Linked DNA regions of Siniperca chuatsi: region 2 is linked to region 1. A link is a contact called in public Hi-C data. All regions are on one chromosome and are shown on one strand. Each heading gives the region's core, a stretch centred on a gene start, on an enhancer-like site or on the middle of the called end of the contact. The rest is flanking DNA. Distances are from core to core; before and after follow the strand shown.

The links. Hi-C and Micro-C count contacts between places; a contact is called where the count stands out from the background.
Region 2: a contact with region 1 is called in a Hi-C map of liver, with 2.3 times the contacts expected there. The contact joins the promoter of sema4gb here to the enhancer-like site in region 1. A contact is called at or near these places in 3 of 3 Hi-C or Micro-C datasets (liver, skeletal muscle and an unstated tissue).

The regions. Positions count from the first base shown.
Region 1 is chrLG20:5,813,313-5,816,718 of ASM2008510v1, reverse strand. It overlaps mrpl43 (39S ribosomal protein L43, mitochondrial), which reads right to left. Exons shown (of 3, transcript XM_044178390.1): 2 at 2,874-2,980; 3 at 35-1,708. The coding sequence ends at 1,491. Among protein-coding and RNA genes, the nearest start is that of mrpl43, 2.6 kb to the right of the region's middle. Within about 2 kb of position 1,643, the one cell type or tissue checked has an H3K27ac peak away from gene starts, as active enhancers do. A contact at or near this core is called in liver, where this site is marked.
Region 2 is chrLG20:5,854,661-5,858,066 of ASM2008510v1, reverse strand. sema4gb (semaphorin-4G) reads left to right here and starts at 1,700. Exons shown (of 15, transcript XM_044178387.1): 1 at 1,700-1,819.

The DNA.
Region 1 (3,406 bases), core at 394-2,893:
GCAGGAAGTGAGCATGAAACAGCAGAAAACATTGTCACATCATCAGCAAATGTTTTATTAAAACAGGCTAAACAGCTAAAGCCACCACAATGTCTGGTTTGGTGATATAAGTTTAGAGATCATGTAAAGTTAGCCACTTCTATTGGCTAAGCAGTGACAAACAGTAACTGCAGTCTATATGTCTGAGGGTAAGTTAAAGGGAGAGGGCATTCACATCCATAAACGCAACTCAAATACAGATATTTGGGAGAAAATTAGTAAAATCAGCATCAGTGTCCCGCTGCAGAGCTCAGCTTCACTGCCTCTCGCTCATCAACATCCTCTGCAGTCATCTCACGCTCTTATCCTACATAAATTTTCACAGATAGCCTAACAATTTCCTGCGGCCAGAGTTATATATGCCAGCAGACTGGTATCCATCAATCAGCAGAAACAAGCAATCTGTCCTGGGGGCACCTTTCACGTTCACTCCATAGGAGTCTGCTTATTTGTATTCATCTGATGACTAGTACTTGGTTGTATGGATGTATTTTTGTTAAGAAGAATACAGAGGTCACCTGTGGAGGGAAAGTAGGGTCAACCGGCATGCCTTTTGCAGTCAAAAATGATGAATTCAGGGTAAAAACTGCAAAGAAAGCAGCAAGTAGTTTTGCCAACATCCACCTTGTTAAATTTAAACAAATCACCCACTAGAGAAGTGTTAGTTTTCTGTTCCTCTTAGAGCCGATAGAGGACAGCTCTGTGCTGAAGGTTAAGACTTGTCCCTCAAGCTATCACACAACCATCTGTCATGTTCATTTAAGATCATTTAAGGTTGTGCAGAGAGGAAACCTTCAAACTTCAGTATTAAGCTGTAAAAACATACATTACCCGTTTCATACAAATAAAAACAGGTGTACATCTGTGTTGTCTTAAATCAGTCAGTCAGACTTAACGATGCAGACAGCACCACTGCAATCAGTTTTGCTGTGTTGATCTTTTTCTGACAAGCTGTTCAAATACAACGAAAGAAAATCTAAATTTAAACACAAATGCCATCATTTGCACAAAAAATATTTTCTTTATTTCATACATTTGCTCTCGAAGTGATGCAGTTTATTACACTAATCTTCAAATAACCTTAAGATTAAACGGTTATCTGCTTTTTAATATGCCAGCTGACAAGCCTCTGGTGGATTCATGTAAAACCTATTTAAATGTGGCATTCAGAGCTGGTGCTGTGTGCACTTTCCTGCACAGCCAAAGTGGCTTTGCTGCCACCACCAGACAGAAGGGCAAGGTAAAAAATATTCAGTCGATAGTGGGGTCTTCTGCAGAATTATCCAACAAACAAAATGGAAAATTGCTGCAAAAATGAGAACCACCTGACCTGTGATAATAATTTAGATTGCAGACACTTTTAAAAAAAAGGACATATCTTGCAAGAGTAATGAGAAATTAAGCACAAAGGTTCTGACTTTAAACTCAAACTTCAAACTTTAAGTTAGTCCTTATTCGGAGTTCTGTTTCTGTGGCCTGATGGGGCCGATAGACAGGGGCCGGTTGGTGAATGGGTGCCACTGGCCCTGGATACTGGGGTTGTCTGTGTGGAAGGGCTTGCGGATGCGGATGACGTCCAGGCCAGACTGATTGGTCAGCTTGGTCAAGAGCTCTGAAATCTGCGGAGATGTTTTGCTTGTGACGATTTCTTCCCTCACGTTGCCGTTTACTGCAGGAAGGAAAAAGAGGAAATAACTAAGCAGGAGTGAGGAGCAACTCATGAGTGAGGAGTGAGGAAAAGTACATACTTTTCTTATTGACAAACCTGCCTGTTGTGAAATGTAACAGTGTCAACAAGAACATATGATTCTGGGTGAGACTATTTAACAAGTCATTTGAAACCCCCAGTGGCATTTTCAGAAAAAACAGTGTTATACTGCCCCCTACAGTATCTAGGCGTAGTAACAAATATAATCCCATACTACTTTACTGAAGTTCACTTTTCATGTTTCTTATACATTTATTGCTTAAACTTGTCACACACTTCACCAAAAAGATTGATTATATCCCTGAACCTGACCTTTCAACTGTAAAGCATGCCTATGATTTTCAACAAGTAGCATTTTGATGTTTCAGCATGGCCAAAGTACAACTTTTTAATAGAACAATTTGCTTCAGAAGTCTGCTTAACATTTTGATGATATCAATAACAATGACAAAGAAAGTATTTTGTCATTGTTTTTTGTTTTATTGTTAGCCCTCGCTGGAAGGCAGAATTGATACTGAGTGCATTATCCTGGTGTAATACATTAAAGTAAGTATTGTAACTAAATAGTTCACTAAACAGGCCTTAAAAACGTGATTGAGAACACAGGAAAATAATGCAGCAAGTATTAATGTGGTAACACTTTATTTTACACTACAACTTACCCACAGTTTAATATCCTAGAAAGGAGCTGATATGTGACTATAAATTCCTATGTAATTACTGTGTAATTTGGTACTAATTATCAGGGAAATTGAGACAATGTTCTCCAGGCAAACATATATGGAGAATACAATAATACATGGCTCTTTACTTGGGTGTAAAGGATCTCTGTATGTTTTTCAAGTCATTTTAGCAGTTCTTTCAAATAAATTCCTTTGGAAATCATCCACTGCTTATAAACTCAACACAACTAGCTTAACTCATACAACTGTCTCAGAAATGTATTTTCCCTGTGATCAGAACCAAATTACACAGTTCTTTTAGAGGAACTTTCTAGGAAATATTTAGGAAATTGCGGGACCTGTAAAATAAAGCATTATTCTATATGTGAAAACGTGCTATAATGAGGAAAGGAATTCAGGATTAGTCAGATGTCCCATCAAAACACAAATTCATGAGCACTTACAGTATTCTGCAACTATTTTGGGTATCCTGCATGCCTGAGGAGACACATACACGACAGTTGCAGGGTTCTTCTTGGCATAATCCACCACTCCCTCTTCAATAAACTCCCTGAAGAGAAGGGAAGAAGACAAAGATGCTGTGGTCACTCTGCTCTTTGAGTGGTAGGTAACAGGTTCTGTTGATGGTAATTGTGTCACTTGTACACACTATCACTTCCCAGTGTCTTATCTTGTTAGTGGTAAACAAGAATATCTGATGTTGCCTTTTGTTAGGCTGCAACTGACAATTGTTTTTATTACTAGCCATGGTGGAATGTAGTACAGTTATTCAAGCACTATACTTACCATAAGTACAGTTTTGAGGTACTTGTACTTTATAGTACAAGAGTATTGCCATTTTCTGCTACTTCATATTTCAAATCCACTACATTTCAGAGCAAAAAACTGTACTTTTTACTAAACTACATTTACATGACAGCTATAGTTACTTGGCAGATAAAGACTTTACCGACGAAACATATGATCAGCAAATAAA
Region 2 (3,406 bases), core at 451-2,950, 41 kb before region 1:
TCTTATCCAACTTCTAAAACCCTATCAGTGTGATAATGTGGTGCAGACAAAACACTGGGAACAAAATCAGGCACATCTTTTGTAGAAAGAAAGTCTGACCCCATTCTCAGTCTTTTTGCATAGGTCTGATATTGAAAGTACAGAATGAATCCTTATGCAAAGTCTGGATATATCTGATTTAGTAGTTTAAAGCAGAAAAGGGAAGGAAAGTTTGCTTCAGACTATTAATCACCTGCTTATGAACAAATAAAATCCTCGTGGAAACAATATAATTGGGTTATTTTCTACTGTTTTGGGTGACTTTGTCTCTAAAATACATATATAGTATACTTCTAAATAAATGGTGTATTCATTCATTTGTGTATCTGAGAATCACTATTGTGCTATACATTTCCATTTTAAAGTGTAAACAATATACCTGTGAAACTAATTTAAATTTTAATAGTTTTCACATCAACCACTACACTTTTAAAGGCTGCATGTTTGCACAATTAAATCACTGTTGCATTTCTGTTGCAAACAACCTTACTCTTCACCATGACTGTTGAATGAACTCAGACAAGTCAGTCAGTCACTGTTGTAGAGCTCAGATTTAGCCTGTTTAAGTTCCAACTTAATATGTTAAAACATACCTTTGTTTTCAGTTTCCATCTCTACATCAGTCACCATGTTAATGTCAAGTAGCTCTGGAAGAGTGTTGGACCATCATGTATCTCCCTCTATTATTAAATTTCAATGGGAACAAAAAGGAAAGAGTAGAACAAACAGGAAAAGAGCTTGTGCTTTCAGAAGGAACTTCAGGAATTACCCTGTTTGTGACAATCTGAACTATAGATGATGGTATATCGAATTATATAGGCCCAGATATATACTAGTAGCCTATATGGCACATGTAATTTAGACCACTGTCCTAAAACATTTATGTAAATAGGTGGATTTCCATGGAAGAGAATGGAAGAGGGAACAGGAAAAAGACTTATTCCTTGAATTTTAATCTTTCCATCTCTTCTCCAGCAGGTGTCAGTCACGAGGCACAGATCACATGGATACTATTCAGACTATATTTAGAGACACAGTAGGAAACATTAAAATAAATGCTAAGAAAGTGCTTAGTACAGTTTTCAGGCAATCTTAAGAAACAATAACATTCCTATAATATTCATAACGAAAGGTATAGGTAAAATGTTATTTCTATTTCTATGTGGACTTCATAGCTTCCTATATTAAACACTGAAAGATCATGCCATTAATGTACTTTATTTTTTCTTCTTCCACCCATTAAGTGCTATTTTTAAATTCTATTTAAGCTTTATTTAATCGTGAAAGCCTCATTGAGTGTCCAGGTCAAGATAGGCTGCAACAACAGTGAGTTACAGACATTAAAAACACACATATAGTAATATCCGAACAGAATATTATAGGCCTATAATTTATAATAATCTTACCAGGACATAAAATCATAAAAATAAAAGGCATTCTTCTAAAATTTGTTATATTATTTGAAAAAAAATCTCCATAACAAAAATAACCCCAAAACACAACGTTTATGTATCAAGACAACGAAAAATACATGAGGAAACTGTGTGGTCATTAGATAAGGCATGTGGACTTGAGGCTATGAATCCTGTGTGTGTGTGTGTGTGTGTGTGTGTGTGTGTGTGTGTGTGTGTGTGTGTGTGTGTGTGTGACGGGGGGTGGGGGGAGACTTGGTTGTGAGCACTGGGTAACTGCAGCAGCAGTAGCAGCAGAGGAGCTCGCTGTTTCGCGAGAGAGAGGACGACTCTGAGGATTTTTTTTGTGGACTTCAGGAAACAAGCAGGTGCGTCGGTCTTTACCGCTTTATTGCTTTCACCTTTTACCGCAGCCGCTGTGCTTCTTTTCCACTTTTCCTACGCACACACTCTCTGTACATTGGTCTGTACTCAGGTGAAGGTGATTAAAGAGTGTGCGTTGCTGCTTTCCCTCGCAGTGCTGCAGTCCAGGTCGGACAGGTGCACATGGGTGGATGGTTGCACGTTCATAGCGCGTGCGGACTCCTTGCAGACCATATAAGCCTGTTTTATTTGACTTAATTCCATATTGGTGCAAGTTAAACGATGAATTACTGTTCGGTTATTAGTATTACCAGATCCATATTAGGACGGTAGTGAAGCCACTTATTCTTACGAGCTGACGGCATGGTTCAGTCAAAGGTAAGATAGAAAATCATAGCCTATACTTAATATGTTGCTTATCTGTTTTTAAGCTGTGTTCCTGTCTTTCTTTTGGAAGAAGTAGAGGTGAATGTAAGCATGATGAGACAAAGAAGAGTGGAAAGAGAGGAGGGCGGTTAGGCTGAGTATCTTCAGTGGTTTGTTGTAAAAAGTTCATTAAACTAAAACCATCAAACCTTGGGTTCTTGCTCTTAACAGGACATGAATGAGATAGAGCTGTAACGTTGGTCCGAAATTAGTTTAATAAGCTGGGTACAGTTTCTAATAAGTCACCCTTTATAAAGGGTTTACAATCAGTTAGTAGTGGCTTTATTAATGTTAATACATCATTTACTAATGCTTAATAGATCAGATATAAGCCATTAATACATTTTGGGCTGCCAGGTTGGGTAAAAGAAGTATCCAGATCCTTTAGTTGTGTAAAAGTGGAAATACCATAATGTCAAATACTCCATTACAAGTAAAAGTCCTGCATTCAAAATCTTACTTGGGTAAAAGTACAAATGTATTATCAGCTAAATGTACTTGAAGTATCAAAAGTGATAATACTTTTTATGCACAATGGACCTTTCCATGTGTGTATATATATATATATATATATATATATACTGATGCTACTGATGCATTAATGTGTTAACAATATTTTAGTGTTCTGGTAGATCGAGTTGGAGCTATTTTTAATTAATTTATATACTTTCGGATAGTTTAATATATAACAATCAGCATATTTTACAAGTTGATGAATTATATGTCTTGTATGTAAAATCTTAATTTGAAAAGTAACTTGTAACTATTCTGTCAAATAAATGTGTAATAAATGTATGATATTTCCCTCTCAAATAAAGTAAAGTGTAAACAAGTGTAAAATGGAAATTAAAAAGTAAACTACAAATACTTTAAAATTCTACTTAAGTACAGTAATTTATTACCTCCACCACCGCTGTGGAGTCATTAATAAAGTCACTAATAAATGGCCAAGAGTTTCTCACTTTCCAATAAGGCAAACGTTAGTAGGTAATCTGCAACTGCTGTATAAATGTTAATAAGTCAATGGTTCTTATTGATCCATTAAGTCTGCAGTTGTAAATATTTATTAGTCATTAATAAATTAATTGTGGTACAGACGCCCTGCAGCCCATTTTGCAGAAGGTCAGAGGTCAAACAGCCCATTGGAGGGGTTGTCATGATGACTT